Regions from separate parts of the Mus musculus genome. Here region 2 is linked to region 1. Evidence: chromatin contacts called from public promoter capture Hi-C data. All regions are on one chromosome and are shown on one strand. The core of a region is the stretch at or near the end of the contact, and the rest is flanking DNA. Distances in the headings are between cores, read along the strand shown. Region 1 holds the start of Ubr7 (ubiquitin protein ligase E3 component n-recognin 7 (putative)). Region 2 holds the start of Gskip (GSK3B interacting protein).

The links. Promoter capture Hi-C pulls out the DNA fragments that hold promoters and counts their contacts.
Region 2: a contact with region 1 is called in a promoter capture Hi-C map of pre-B cells. The contact joins the promoter of Gskip here to the promoter of Ubr7 in region 1. A contact is called at or near these places in 1 of 39 promoter capture datasets (pre-B cells) and 2 of 115 datasets of contacts at active chromatin or transcription factors (stem cell-derived neural progenitor cells and thymic regulatory T cells).

Annotation. Positions count from the first base shown.
Region 1 is chr12:102,754,190-102,761,925 of GRCm38.p6, reverse strand. Ubr7 (ubiquitin protein ligase E3 component n-recognin 7 (putative)) reads right to left here and starts at 3,951. Exons shown (of 11, transcript NM_025666.2): 1 at 3,748-3,951; 2 at 422-555; 3 at 1-5. The coding sequence starts at 3,897. Gm20604 (predicted gene 20604) reads left to right here and starts at 4,116. Exons shown (of 2, transcript NM_001142939.1): 1 at 4,116-4,385. The coding sequence starts at 4,181. It overlaps Gon7 (GON7 subunit of KEOPS complex), which reads left to right and starts at 4,116. Exons shown (of 2, transcript NM_001142938.1): 1 at 4,116-4,385. The coding sequence starts at 4,181.
Region 2 is chr12:105,680,299-105,688,034 of GRCm38.p6, reverse strand. It overlaps Gskip (GSK3B interacting protein), which reads right to left and starts at 2,683. Exons shown (of 3, transcript NM_178613.3): 1 at 2,577-2,683. The coding sequence starts at 2,590. Atg2b (autophagy related 2B) reads left to right here and starts at 2,794. Exons shown (of 42, transcript NM_029654.4): 1 at 2,794-3,366. The coding sequence starts at 3,205.

The DNA.
Region 1 (7,736 bases), core at 2,702-5,201:
AATTTCTATTAAAAAAAAAAGAACATATATTTACGTCTTCTTTTGAAATTAATCACTCTTTCAGTACCAACCATAACTCCCTCTGACTCATTCCTAGACTCTAAATGGCAGCCTTTCTGATGTTCGTGTCTCTTGTTGGAGTTTTCCAACAATAAAACAGATAAATACAAATTACCATTCTGGACATCACAACACATAAAAAACAAATATCTGTATCACTCACACACACAAACAAATGAGATAATGAAAAGATGAGAAGTTTGAGCCAGTCTCCATAATTAAAAGGCCTATAGAAAAACCATTCTCTCCCATATTAATTTTTACCAACACACAATTATTCTGAATAAAAAGCAAGATTAAGCAGCCATTGAGGTTGCGAAAGAATCTAAACATTCAGAAGACACTCAGGAAAAAGCATTACCTTTTTGTGTATAGTTCAAACAGTTTATGGCTTCCATGACATTCGTAACTGCAAGCTAGACAAATCCCTGCGGGCTCTTCTCCCTCTGGCGTGCAGGTGCTGCAGGCGTACAGTGCTTGTCTCCCCACTGAGCCCTGAGACACCAGCCCAAAACAAAAGGGAAGAAGAACAGAAAGACTAGTTAACCAACAAAGGGTCAAAACCACTATTTCAAGCCCCAGATCTATTCGGATGCTTAGCTTTATGTAAATTTTTTTCTTATAGCAATAGGAAGTTTAAATCTGTGAATAACTTGATCTGTTTAATCATTTTAACACATGAAAATAAAGGTGAGTTTACAGTTTACAGGTTTAAAAGATTAATACACCTTTTTTTTTTTTTTTTTTTTTTGGTTTTTCGAGACAGGGGTTCTCTGTGTAGCCCTGACTGTCCTGGAACTCACTCTGTAGCCCAGGCTGGCCTTAGCTCAGAGATCTGGCTGCTTCGGCCCCTGAGTGCTGGGTAATCCGTGTGCCACCACCACTTCGCTCACATTTCTCTTCTTTTTTTAAAGAGGTTTTAGTTATTTATATTATGGATATGAGTACCCTATTTGCACGTATGCCTGCATAACGGAAGAGGGAAGGCATGGACCTCATTACAGATGGTTGAGAGCCATCATGTGGTTGCTGGGAATTGAACTCAGGACCTCTGGAAGAGCAGCCAATGCTCTTAACCACTGAGCCATCTCTCCAGCCCTCACATTTCTTATTTTAGAAATTCTTATAATTCAACCATACAGAAAAATTAATCATTTTAATTTGGGGAGAGATGTATGGGGAAGCATCTAGAAGTATAATTATGCCCACTACTTACTGTCAAGTAATGAAGTATAAAAAAGGGCAAGTGTGTTCAACAGAGACAAATGTTTTAAAATGTTGAAGGAAAAATAGCAAAACTTAGAAGTGTTGGTAAGGGGATTCTCAGCACACAGGGCCGTGGTAGAGGGGACAGAGCACAGGTCCATACTGGTGCAGCAAATGCTTTACTGAGCCTGCCAGTGAACTACCACACACACTTCTATTCTATTTCAATCTGCTCCTAGTTTACTAAAGAATTTGCCGGGCCAGCGAGATAGCTCCGTGGGTAAAGTCACTGGCTCTGTAAGCCCGGAAACCTTCGGTCCACCTCCAGAACCTATACAGAGGTGGTGAGGACAACCGCTTCCATAAGGCTGTTCCCTGATGCCTGTCTGCATATGCTATGTGGTACATGTGCCCACACACATCAGTAAGCAAGCTTGTTAAAATCAACCTGGAGTTAGAGAGAGATGGCCCAGAGCTTAAACGCACATACTGCTCTCTCAGAGAACTAGCATTGAGTCCCTAGTACCGTGTTGGCAGCGCACAACCCCCTGCAACTCCAGTTCCAGGGGGATCAGATTCTTCTGCCCTCAAGAGCATCTGTGCGCACATGCACATAGCCACACAAATACTTGAAAATCTAACAAAACAAAAGACTGCCAGGTGGTAGTGGTGGTACACACTTTTAATCCCAGCATTTGAGAGGCAGAGGGAGGCATATTTCTAAGTTCCAGGACAGCCAGTGCTACATAGAGAAACTCCGTCTCAAAAAAACTAAAAGAAAATAATTATTATTATTGATATACTTATATAGAGATATGACTATTTAAAAACAAAAACTTAGGACCAGGCCTTTAATCCTAGCACTTGGGAGGGAGGTGGATCCTTGTGAGTTCAAGGTTAGCCTGGCCTACATAGTGAGTTTCAGACCAATTAGAACCACTCAATCTGACTGTCTCAAAAAACAAAAACAAAATTCACCAGAAACAAGACTTTAAGCCAAGCATGGTGGTACACACTTGTAATACCAGCAGCACTTGGGAAGTGAAGATAGTCAAAAATTCAAGGCAGATCTGAGGGACATAAGATCCTACCCCCAATTTTAGTTAGTATTGTATAAAAATAAGTATATTAATAAAGAGCTTACATACAGACTTAGGATCTTTCTTTCTTTCTTCCAATGAAGGGGTGGGTGTGTGGTTTAATGGTCACAATGAAAAAGAGAAATAAAAAGGAAAGGACATGCCTGTTCCTTGGGAGGTTGAAGGAAAAAGTTTACTATAAAAGGAAGAGCTCGGAGGCAAGGACTTTTAGGAGAGTCCAGAGGCTAAAGATTCTGAACTGGGCCCTGGGAGAAGAGCAAGGAAGGGTAGGGGATAGGGATGGGGAGCCAGGTGCTACAGCCAGGAGACCCAAGAGAGCTGCATAAACAAAACGGCTGCATTATTTAGGGAAGGGAAGCTGGGGGAAGGGTAGCCCGGCTCCTGGGCTGGAGAAGTCTGGGAAAGTGGATTGGGTATGTCTGCCAGGAGAGTCCCGGAAGGGACAGAAGGGCAGGGAGAACCAGGAGGCCACCATCGGCTTTGATATGTTAAATAGGCACAACAGCAGAGTCCAGGGTTTGAAACCTAACAATGATCCTCCAAATTTAAATACCAGCGACCATGCTGTGACTACTTCTGGGATACAAGATTTATTCAACAATTTTACAGTGCAAACCCAACTTGGTCAACGAAGACAACTAGTATTATGACTTCAGTCCACGCCACACCATAACTCCAAGTCCCTTCACTCCTACCCCAGTCTCCCACTCCACCCATGGGCATAGTTAGCCTGTTTCCTTCCACCAATTCTCATCCTTGTTGTTAAGTTTCCTTCCTACCCACCCTTTTCCACGTTAGTACTTAAATGTACAGTATGCGTCACTAAACACTACATCTCAGCCCCTCAAACTCTCTCGTTCAAAAGGTCCCACAAATGCCAAACAGATCCTTTTCTCCTCTTGGCTTTCCAGTCCCCAGAGAGAGGGGATGTCACATAGCACATACACACGAAACTTCATTTAACCAGAAAGGGGGTGAGGTGGGGGCAGCTAGCAGTTAAACTAGACTACAGGAGTGTCCGGAAGCCGAACCTCACCGGAAGATTTTCAAAGCCGGCCCACTTTCCCTTTACTTTTCCCCATCTGGTCCCTAATTAAGATTCTTGGGCGGTGGGAGAAGTGGAGCGAAGAATATCTGGGTTTGAGAGATCACGAGAACAACCTCGTGAAAAGCAGGCCACCAAGAGGCGACAACTGGAGGACCGGAGCCTGCAGTGTACCATCAGCGGAACCGAGGGACAGCCCTGGTGGCGACAAGCTGAGGATGAAATGGCAGCCGGGCCGGGGCTGTAGAAGCACAGAGTAAAGGGCCGCCGTGAGTGGGCCCGGCCGCGGCCAGCGGGAAACAGACAGGACGGCGGGAGCAGCCGGGCCGCGCGCACCTGCGAGTAGGAGCACTTCTCCGAGTCGCTGCCGCCCAGGACGGCGCACGCCTCATTCTCCAACTCCTCGTCTTCCTCGAGCACGTCCACCAGCGACACCACGGGCTCCAGCTCCGCCTGGCACTCGGTGGGGCTCTCGGCTCCGGCCATCCTCAACTGTCACCGGGCTCCGCTGCGTGGGCCCAGGAGGAGGCGGGAAAAGTGGCCGCCGCCAGGGGCGTCGCGAGAAGGCGGGGCCCCGTGAGGAGGCGGAGCCCGAGCACCAGACAGCCAATCCTAAGGAAGGACACGGAAGAAAATGGGCGGGCCAATTTCGGGAAATCGGAAGTCATTCCTCCTCCTCCTCGCCTCTCCCGCCCGCCCCGGCCGCAGGCTGGCTTCCGCTTCCGGGTGGCGTTTCTCCGAGGCGCGCTGTTGAAGCTGAGTGGTCGCCATGGAGCTTTCGGGCGAGTACGTCGGTTGTGACGGGGAGCCGCAGCGGCTACGAGTGTCCTGTGAGGCGTCGGGAGACGCGGACCCTCTCCAGAGCCTGTCGGCGGGCGTGGTCCGGATGAAGGAGTTGGTAGCGGAGTTCTTCGGGACCCTAGTGGAGCAGGACGCGCAAGGCTTGGCGGAAGATCCGGACGACGCTTTGGATGGTGAGCGCGGGGGCGGGGCGCCGGGGGACACTGGCGGGACCGGGCAGTGTGAAGGGCAGGCTAGAGAAGGCGAGCCCCGGAGAAGAGGAGCAATCGCTTCTAAAAATCCTTAGAACTCGCTGCCCTCTTTGTCTGATATCCCACCGCCCCCCGTTTTTGCGACTTTTCCCACCAAAAAAAAAAAAAAAAACCGTGGCGAGCGTTGGACTAGGGACTGGTCAACGGACGAAGTCAGCTTGACTCCCTTGCAAAGAACGCAAAGGATTAAGATAGGCAGAGAAAGTGGCGGTCTGTAACCATTGCTAGCTGGCACGAAGACCCGAAAGGGCGGGAAGGTAGACCTGGTTGTTGAAAAACGGAAAGGAGTGAAATTAGAAACGAGAAAACGTGTTTGACAGAATGAGGAGAGCTTCGAATGACCGAGGCCCACTTTGTTTTAGGGAATCTTAACCCTCTCAGTTTTGTAGCTATTGTTTCGAAAGTAAAAGAGTTCTTTTTAGTTTAGCTTTTTGGTATTCTTAAATTAATTGATCGTTTCATTCATGTATTAATGCATTCAGGTCATGGTCTCTATCCCCCGCTGAACCCTTCTCGACAGGGCTCCTCGCCTTTCTTTCCGGCCTTTTTTTGTCACTGGATTTATTTAAGGATATTTGTATGATATTTACTGGAACTAGGGCAACACAGCAGTGACTAGACCACTGAAGAAAAACAATGACTCCCCCGCCCCCCATTAACCGCCAACCGCTCCTCTGAGAGGGGTGGCGCCTCATGAGCCCCCCCCTTCCTTGATGGAATGTTTACGTTGCCATCTTGTGCTGCCAGAGTTTAAGGGCTATATAATGTCCGAAAGCACTACAGCCCTTCCCGTCCTCTTACTTTCTCTCACCCCCTCTCCTGTTGTAGAAATTAACTGTTAATTTTGGTGGCTTGGGGTTTGTTTGCTTTTAAAGATGGATGTTTACCTGCATGCTTGTCTGTACACCTCTTATGTGCAGTGCCTTCGGAGGCCAGAAGAGGGCATCAAATCCCCTGGAACCAGAGTTACAGATAGTCAAGAGGGTGCCTCGTACATGCAGGGGAAAAGTAGGTGGTGCTCTTAACCACGGAGCCATCTCTCCAGCCCTAGCTCTGTTAATAGGAATAAAATTATTTTGTAGACATTGTCACCATGTAACGGTTAAACCAGCCTCGCTTTGGATTTGCAGAGACCTGCCAGACTCTGCCTCAGCAGTGCTGGAATTAAAGAAATATGCCACCACACTCCACTGTTGTTACATTTATTTCTAATCTTGAATTGAACACCAAGATAGATGTTTCATTGTTCTGAGCTAAGGAGTCAATTCTTCTGCAGAGGAGATTAAACTTCCGTATTCTTTATAATATAGTTATTGGCTGTCATTAAAAGGAACAATAAGGGGCTGGTGAGATGGCTCAGCAGTTAAGAGCACTGACTGCTCTTCCAAAGGTCCCAAGTTCAAATCCCAGCAACCACATGGTGGCTCACAACCATCCATAATGAGATCTGACGCCCTCTTCTGGTGTGTCTGAAGACAACTACAGTGTACTTACATATAATAAATAATTTTTTTAAAGAAACAATAAAAAGTATTAGCTAGATGTATTATTCACGGTTCTTCAAAGGAGCAGAGCTGATAGAATAAGTGTGATATAAAGATATTTATTAGAATGGCTTATGGCCTGTGATCTGAGTAGCCCAAAACTGGCAGTCTCCTGACAGAAAGGCTAAGCATCTGATAGTTGTTTGGTCCATGAGACTGGATGTCTCAACAGTCCCAATCATGTACTGGAGTTCCTGGAAAGTCTTAAGAGAGCTGCCAGTTTTCAGTCTATGTTGGAATCCTAAAGAGTAGGTTCTAACACCAACAAAGGAGTATCTTGGGCCTCTCAGTAACAGGATAGATGAACTTGATAGTCAGTGAGGGCAAGCAGGCAAAAAACAAAAGCTTCCCTCCATATCTTTTCACCTGGGCTGGGCAAGTTGACATTACTTGTCATTCTAAGATAGGACAGGCCACATTGTTGGTGGAAGTGTAAAGTGGTTATCTTAATTATATAGTTAGAGAAGAGCCTAGCTGTATGGCCAAGGTATTTGGATATATATTTTGAGTCTGAGTCTTATTTCTGGGAGCATTGGTCTAGGAGGAGGAACTGGAATCAGACTTCTACAAAATGATACCCTATGTTGGGTGCCAATAGGTTGTAATAAATTAGGAGTTTCTACTCCACCTTAGATCATTTAGTTCTCAGATTAAAAGACTTCTATTACTGTTTTATAATATGTAATAATATGGGTTTTTTTTTTTTTTTGGTTTTTGGTTTTTAGTTTTTCAGACAGGGTTTCTCTGTATATCCCTGGCTGTCCTGGAACTCACTTTGTAGACCAGGCTGGCCTCGAACTCAGAAATCCGCCTGCCTCTGCCTCCTGAGTGCGGGGATATAATACAGTTTTAATGCACTAGAGCTGGGCAAATATCTCCTTTCTAAGCTATTCTGAGCCACTTCCCCCAAAATAACCCCGGGTTATAACTTACCGTGTTCTATCTGGGCAGCTCTTAACTCCAACTGGCCTGTCCTCATGGCATGGCCATGTTTTCATGACTCACCTACCCCATGGTGTCTTCTCTCCATCTTCTTTTTTTCATGGTTCTCTTCAATCCACAAGAACCGAAACCATACCTACCTCTCCTATCCATCTATAGGCATCTTTATTCAACCAATAGTTTTAAATTAAGGAGCAGGGTCACATATCATTACTTGATATATGTGAGGATTCTCTCATCCCTGGGGCAACAAGACTTTGGGGGCCAGCATTTAGCATTACATTATTAACAGGCTGGCCTCGAACTCAGAGATTTGCCTGCTGCTTCCTGCCAAGTGCTATAATGAAAGGTATACATTTACTTTGTTTTTAAGACATGTCCTTACTGTGTAGCCCTGGCTCCCACGGAATTTACTATGTAGATCAGGCTGGACTTGAATTTAGAGAGAGATCTCTGCGTGTCTCCGCCTCCTAAAGGCTAAGATTAAAGGCTATCACACTCAACAAATTCCTCAAGTTTTTAAAAATTCACTTATTTTAAATGTATATGGGTAGCATGTTGCATATGTAAAGTGGGCTCTCTCCTTTTTATTGGGTTCAAGGGATTGAACATGGGTCACCAAACTTGTACTGCATTCACTTTTACCCACTGAGCAGTCCTACTGGCCCCACCCCTAGCATTTATAAACTGTCATGTATGTCTGGTTTGTGAGTCCCCAAAGGGAAATGGTCTCAGATCAGTCCCTTTACCTATTTGTATTTCTTCATCCACTAAACATAATGTCATA
Region 2 (7,736 bases), core at 1,434-3,933, 2.9 Mb before region 1:
CCTCGTGCCTCTGCCTCCCGAAAGCTGGGCCCATCATGCTTGAAAATCCCTTCAAAGGAGAAAGGCAGCTCCAGACCCTAAGAGGTGCACAGGTGCAGTGATGGCCTCTGCTGGGGCGTGGCAGCCTCGACACTGTGCTCCTGTTCTCAATGTACGACTCTTTTTGAAATCATATATATATATATATATTACGTCTATATACGTGTGTGTGTGTGTGTGTGTGTGTGTGTGCACATGCCATGGTGTTCATGCAGAGGTCAGAGGACAACTGGGGGAGCTTGGCTCTCTCCTATCATGTGGGTCCTGGGGAACTGAACTCAGGTTATCAGGCAAGGCAGCAGTGACTTTGTCTGCTGAGCCATGTCATTGGAATGTGGTCTTTTGCTGTTGAGACAGGATCAGGGCAACCCAGCCAGGCTTCAAACCTGATCTGTAACCAGGGATGACCTGGAGCTCTTGATCCTTGCACTTTGACTTCCCACGTGCTGGGATTACAGGTGTGCTCCACCGGCCCCTCCCAGCTAAGTCTTCAATACAATCAACACGATCACAATGGACTGTGGGAATTCCTGTTTAGGATTATTATTTTGACTCAACGTCCTTGGTTTCTGGGATATACCAAGCTGCCACTGGGAATTCCTTTATAATTTTTACAAAGTTGACTGTACTTGGTTGGGTAATTATCTTCATCTTATTCAATTAATGCTAAGGTGCCAGCATTCTGCATTAGGAACCCGCCTTTTATAAACATTAAAAGAGCCCTGTGACTTGGGAGTTTGAATCCCACTTCCGCTAAAGGTGTGATGACAGTTCTCAACTCTTAACTATGCTAAATTTCTCCTAGAAAGTATAAGTGTTCAAGGCAACACCCTTAACACTTTTGGTGCAGTACGCTTGCTTTGTGGGAGTCTCACTTTCTTCCTTCGGTATCTGGAGATGCAGGCATCCTCTGGACAGCTTGTGCTATTTTATACTGTGTTCAGGAAACCATATCAAGCAGTCACCAAACAGAGCCTAAAGTCCAGTTCAAACCTCCTAAAGCCTGATACACAAGGTCCTGCTGGGACTTCCCACCCAGCTCTGTTTATAGTACAGAGAGTACTGTCATTATTTACTTGTAAGGTTCAGAGTCTCTTTGAGCCAGGGTCTCCCCATGTAGACCAGGCTGGCCTTCAACTTAAGGAGAGAGCCATCTGCATCTGTTTCTCTAGTGCTGGGATAAAACTGTGTACCTGATGCCGGGTAAGCATGTCTTATTAGTGTCAAAATATGCCTAGACCCAACCGGTTCTAGTCTTCAGGGCTTTCCTCCAGGCCAAACCACAGAATTTGGATTACTGCTCTGTCCTTCAGCACTGCCCTGGCTGTTTTCACCTTTGGTCTTCTAAGCCCAACATTCCACTATTAGCAACACTGTAGTTAGCAGTCTTAGGCCAGATTATGTAGCATTTCTTTTTATTTCACCCAGAGCAAAAGTTCCATCATTCCTTGCGATGGCTACACTCCTTCCTGTCTTCCCTCCTCAAATTCCTGGTACTTACCAAGCATTACGCATGTGGTAAGCCTTGCAGGTGGTGTTCTTATCTGAAAAATAACTCAGACGTTCATGTATCTTTCTACCTCCAAGTCTCCAACTAAAATATCATCTTTTAAAAATAAGAGGCCCTTTCTTACAAAGCACATAAAGACTCCGAATGGTGTGTGGTGGTGCAAGCCTGACATTTCAGCATTTGGGAGACCCTAATTTCTAGGGCAGTCTGGGCCACATAAGTTCAAAGTCAACCTCAACTACCTACCCAGTGAGAGACTGTCTCAAAACCCAATCCAACTAAACCAAAAGAACCCATTTTGAGGATGCCCCATTCACGGGCCAGAATTCCTTAATTCGGTCTCCTCAATCCAGGACTCGGTTTAGGTTCCTTCCCGGCACACGTCATTTCATTTGCCTCAATTTTCGAGTTTATGATATTAATCTGCTCACACCTGGCTGAGGTGGCAATGTAGGCTCAGAGAGGGTAGCATAGGTTCAAGGTGGCCCAGTGTCAAGTGTCAGGAATCTAACCCAGGACAGCAGACTTCCGGGCCTTTAGGGGCTGCCCTCCTAAGGAGCCAGCTGCGCCTCTTCACAGACTGTCTCCCTAAAAGATAAAAATCGGGCTGCGCAGAGCCTGCGGAGAGCACAAAGTCTTCCAGGAGGCAGCAGCCCCTCAGCGGGTCGGGAAGCGCCAGGATTTAACAGAGGAAACCGTACTGCCCGCAATCGCCCCGATCCCAAGTTTCCTGGTCGTCGGCGTGGCGCTCTGCAAACGGCAAACTACTAGATGCTTTGCAAACAAAGCCGGCAAGGGGGTGGGGGGGGGGGCAACCTGATGACAATAGGCATCGGTCAGAACCCGGACAGAAACGCCGGGTCTCCAGTCCTCGCCCTGCATCCCCGCATCACTTCCCGCAGGACAGCCCAGGCCGGACCCGCCCCCAGACCTCCGTCAGCCCTAGTCCGGGCGTCCGCCGGCGCCCACCACCCGGCCGCGACTGCAAGGTGAGGCTCCACGGGCCGCAGCCAGCCCGCCCACTCACCTGCGAGCGCCCATGTTCTTATCCTTCCTCGTCCGGAGACTGCTGGGGCCAGGATCGCGGCGCCGGCACCACCCCCGCCCCCGCAGTTGCCCCGCCCATTCACCACCGGAAATGCTCCGGCCCGGACTCTTTTTTTCCTGCCTTTCCAGCCCCGCAATATGGCGTCACTTCCGCTTGTGCCCGTTGCTCGAGTACGTGCCGGGAGTCTGGGTCTCGCGAACGCGCCAGGAGCGTGTCTCAGGCGGGAGCGCGCCCAGTAGATGACAACAAATTAGTCGCGCCGCGTCGGAGTCTTGTCTCGCCTCAGCCGCCAGCCCTCTCTGTCTGTCCCTCTGTCTCCCTACCGACGGAGCGCTTCGGAAGCTCCCGGCTTGGGGCGCCCGGTTCTGCTCAGCGCCCAGTCCCCGCCGGGCCTAGTGCGAGCGTCGCGACGCGGGCCATGGGGTTGCCCTGAGGGACGGCGGCGCCGAACCGACATGCAGCGGCCACCGCGAACCTAGATCCCCACCGCGGCTTGGGGACGCCGCCGGGCCGACCCTGAGGCGCTGCCGCTGCCTGGAGCCCAGGTCGGATCCCCCGAGTCGCCGCCGCGTGCAGCCCCGGCTCCCTCGAGCCGCCAGCCCTCACCATGCCTTGGCCATTTTCAGAATCCATCAAGAAGAGGGCCTGTCGCTACCTCCTACAGAGGTACCTGGGCCACTTCCTGCAGGAGAAGCTGAGCCTGGAGCAGCTGAGCCTGGATCTGTACCAGGGCACCGGGTCCCTTGCCCAGGTCCCCTTGGACAAATGGGTAAGCTGCTGTCAGCCAGCAGGGGTAGGAACTGGCTCTCCCCAGGGCGAGACCTGAGCGACTGTCATCCAGCATCGGGCACGTTCGGTTCTCCTTTGGGAATTGTTTAGATTCAAGTGTGGCCCGGCTCAGGGAAGTGTGTAAAGTGTAGCAAGTTTGCGCTCCTAGATCACGTGCTCCGGCTTAAACGGTGTAATGGAGGCACACACGGGGCGAAACAATCGAGTCATTGGTTGGGGGGGGGGGGGGGCGCTTGTGAGGCAGGCCCAGGAAAGTACGTGGCCACCCTTGCCTCTTGGGCTGCGAGTGTCTGCGGTGTTCCTAGGCAAACAAACCCTATTTCTGTGGATGACGTTAAGAAAAATTAAAGATGAAGAGGAGGTGACAGAAATCCCCAGTTATTTATTTTGGTCTGGATGCTGGTATATTTGCGTTTGCTGGGTTGGTTGTCTTCATTCACTGAAAGAAAGTTAGGCGAAGGCCCCTCTTGCCAGTTTGCCTGCTCTGCTTGCGTGAGGTTGTGAATGGCCCCAGTAGTGCTGTTTAGATTTGCCCTTTTGCTTCACGTGATAGATCGACAGGTCGTAAACGCAAATGTTGCAAAAGCTCGGGAGCCGAAGCCGCAGCGTCAGCCTTTTTTTAAAGAACCTGTTTCCTCCTAGAGGCTGTGAGTTGACTTCACCTGAACTTTGAGTATATTCAGTTCGCCAGAAGCAGTTGTATTTGCATCAGTGGGCTAAAATGCCTACTATTTTACTTAAGGCCTTGGGTTTGTCGAGTCTACTCTTTTTTCGAAAAGCTTAAATTATGGAAATTCCTTGACAACTTGTATTAAGAGGTATGACACAAGGTAATTGTAACGAAACTAGGTGACTTAAACCAGAGAGCACACACAAGTTAGTTTAGACAGCTCTAGTTTGAGTAACAGAAAGACCTGCCTTATACCAAAATAGTCCTAGGCTTTCACAGTCTGCCGAAAGACAGGTATAGTAGTTAACCCAAGTTCAGTTATCATAAAAGGACAGTAGAGTCCATGCCTCGGGAGAGCTGCTGTTCTTTCCTATCAGCAAACGGGATTTTTTTTTTTTTTTTTTTTTTTTTTTGGCCAGGTTTATTATGTAGTCCTAGCTGCCCAGACACTTGTCGTGTAGCCCAGGGTAGCCTGGAACTCATGACAAAGCTCTCACCTTAGCCTCTCCAGTACAGTTTGAATGGGCTACATTTTTCTTTTCTGTGGCCAAACTGTCTTATTCCGAGGCTGGAAAATGGGCAGGGGCTGAAGAGATCAAGAGGACCTGACATCCTCAGGGTAGATGTTTTTGGTGTCTCGTCACTGCTGAAAGCTGACTAAGGAGTCTTGAGGGTGGGAATGTTGATGGATGCTTTGGTGTGCAGTGCAGTACTCTTTGAAGAGACACCGAAACTAGCAGGTGGACATTATTATTTGTTTTATAAATGGCATTTAATACTTTGTCCTGTGCCACAGTTACAAGTATTACAGCAAGAATCCAAATTCGACGCCAAGTGCAGGCTTGCTTGCTTTTGTGTTTTTTGTTTTTGTTTGTTTGTTTGTTTTTGAGACAGGGTTTCTCTGTGTAGCCCTGGCTGTCCTGGAACTCACTCTGTAGATCAGGCTGGCCTTGAACTCAGAGATCCGCAGGCCTGTGCCTCCCAAGTGCTGGGATTAAAGGCGTGCTGCGCAGACTTGCTTTCTTAGGGAACATAGTATAAGAGCACACTTGAGAAAGCTCTCAGGGACTCCTGAGCAAGCGGTTTGATTAGCTGTTTTCTAGAAGTCAGGGTTTCTATTCCTGCTTAAACATCATGACCAAGAAGCAGTTGGGGAGGAAAGGGTTTATTCAGCTTACACTTCCATGTTGCTGTTCATCACCAAAGGAAGTCAGGGCTGGAACTCAAGCAGGTCAGGAAGTAGGAGCTGATGCAGAGGCCATGGAGGGATGTTTCTTACTAGCTTGCTTCCCCTGGTTTGTTCTGCTTGCTTTCTTATAGAACCCAGGACTACCAGCCCAGGGATGGTCCCACCCACAATGGCCCTTCTCACCCTTGATCGATCACTAATTGAGAAAATGCCTTATAGCTAGATCTCATGGAGGCATTTCCTTAACTGAAACTCCTATTTCTGTGATAACTCCAGCCTGTGTCCAGTTGACACATAAAACCAGCCAGTTCAGGTGTTATTCCAGGCTTTTTCATTTGTGTGGTTTTTAGACACAGGAAATTAGAAATGAGGCCATCTGAGGTTCATGGCTTGACTACAAGTCCCCTGGTAACATGAGTTGTGGATAGGCTTAACTGGAAGGTTGTTTTGTTTTCCTGAAGAGCGCTCGCTGTCAGCCCAAGTGATAACAGCAAAGCTTCCAAAAGCCTTTGGTGCTCTACCTTACTGTGCTTAGCGAAGGCTGGGGCAAATCAGAGCGGGGAAAGCAGATGCCGCTGTGCAGTCAGCTTCAGAACTCAGTTACTTTGGATACTTGATTTTAATGACTTTCAGGACTGAAAGAAAAAAAAAAAAAGACCCTTACACCCTTATAGATTCCTACAAGCTAAAGGGGACTTAAGTGAATGACATTTTTAACATTTCAATTCTTTAAAAAATTATTCTTCTGTAGCTTGATTTTATTATTTTGTGAGTTCTTTTTTCCACCCTTTCAGCCCCCTAACACTAGATAAGAGAGAAAAAAGGATAGAGAGGAAAGGAAAGAGATCCCTGAATAAAGTCAGGGATCAGAAACGGGGAGATGTTATTGTGAGACTACTTCCTGCTGATTAGGGGTGCTGAGTTCCTTGGGGCAAGTTTGATCTTCATTGTGAGGATATCTAATTTCTTTTTCTTCTTTGCTCATGGCTACTTAACAAAGTGAGACCAACACCAACCAACCAACACCAACCCACTCCACCTCTCAGGGACCTAGCTTTTATATCCTCTCTAGAAAGTTCCCAGCATTCCAAATGTCACACTGTTGCAGAAAGTATCGGCAGCTGGCAAAATCACACCTGCCAGAGCATGAGGCAGATCATAGTTAGCTGCTGTGGACAGTCTGAAGCAGCCCCATATCCTTCATCCGGGATTAAATTGAAAGCATATTCTTATAATATTTGTTTTTTTTTTTAAAGAGACAATTACAAAATTCTCACATCTTGTGTGTGTGTGTGAATTTATGAAAGCTGGAAGAAGACATCGGATGCCCTGTGGCTGGAGTTAGAGGTGGTGTTGAGCTGCCTGTTGTGGACTGTTGGGTTGCTGGAATTGAACTCAAATCCTTTGCAAGAATAGCAAGGTCATTTAACTGCTGAGCCGTTTCTTCAGACCATCATCTCATTCCTTAACTCGCAGTTATGCAGAGGAATTGGTTGGAATTGGCTGCTAATGTAATTGGTTATTTTGCTAACTAATCTGAAGGTGGTGTGCTTTTTGTGTGCAGTCGTGAAACTACAATTAAACTCAATTCTTTCAAATTCTTTGTCTGGAATACTTTTAGGCAGGTTCAGAGAGCCTAATATTTCACATATTTGTTTATAAACCTTCCTAGTTAATGACTTTCCAGACTAGACTCTTTGTTACTTTTAGTTTTTGGGATAGGATCTTGCAAGGTAGCCCAGTATTGAACTCAAAATCCTACTTAGTCTGCTTCTGGTGTCTATGTTTTCAATAGATATAGTTTTAACCACAAAATCATGGGCCAACAGAAATATTTCCAAATAGTTTAAAAAGATGATACAACTGTCCTTTGAAAAGCAGCTATTTAATATCATACTCTCTTTGGAAGTATTCTCCTTACTTGAAAAGTCAGATTAAGTATGTGGTATGTTTTTGGAAACTGCCATGCAGCATACTTCCCTAGCTGCACAGAGATGGTTGTCACAGTTAGAACTAGGGCTTTACATAGGTGGAAGCTGCTTGTCTAAGCCCTACTCACAAATACCAGCGTTAAGGAAACTAGGCAGCTAGAGTCACTGTCACTTTACCAAGATTCCACTGTTTATTATAAAGGTAACGTCTGCTGAAGTAAGTTTCACTTGCTGAAGTAGGATGCACAGCTGCTGGTCTTTCTGTACCAGTTTGGGGTATAGCCTGAAAGTAGTTGAGTGTCCCTGTGCCTATTAAGTATTAGGACATATTTAAATCTAAACTGTGAAACATTTGACGGAATGTCTGAATGTGTCCTCATCCTCCTATGCCTTACCTGTTGTACTTTTGGATAGACACACTTCACTTGCATGGGATCATGGGCCCAGGAAGTGGAAGGGAGATAGAACAAGGATTTGGAACTGTGCAGAGTTGGAATGGGCTGCCTAGCAGTTTTATGAGCTCCTGGTTCCTAGAAGTGGGCAAAGAAGGAAAAGGGGTT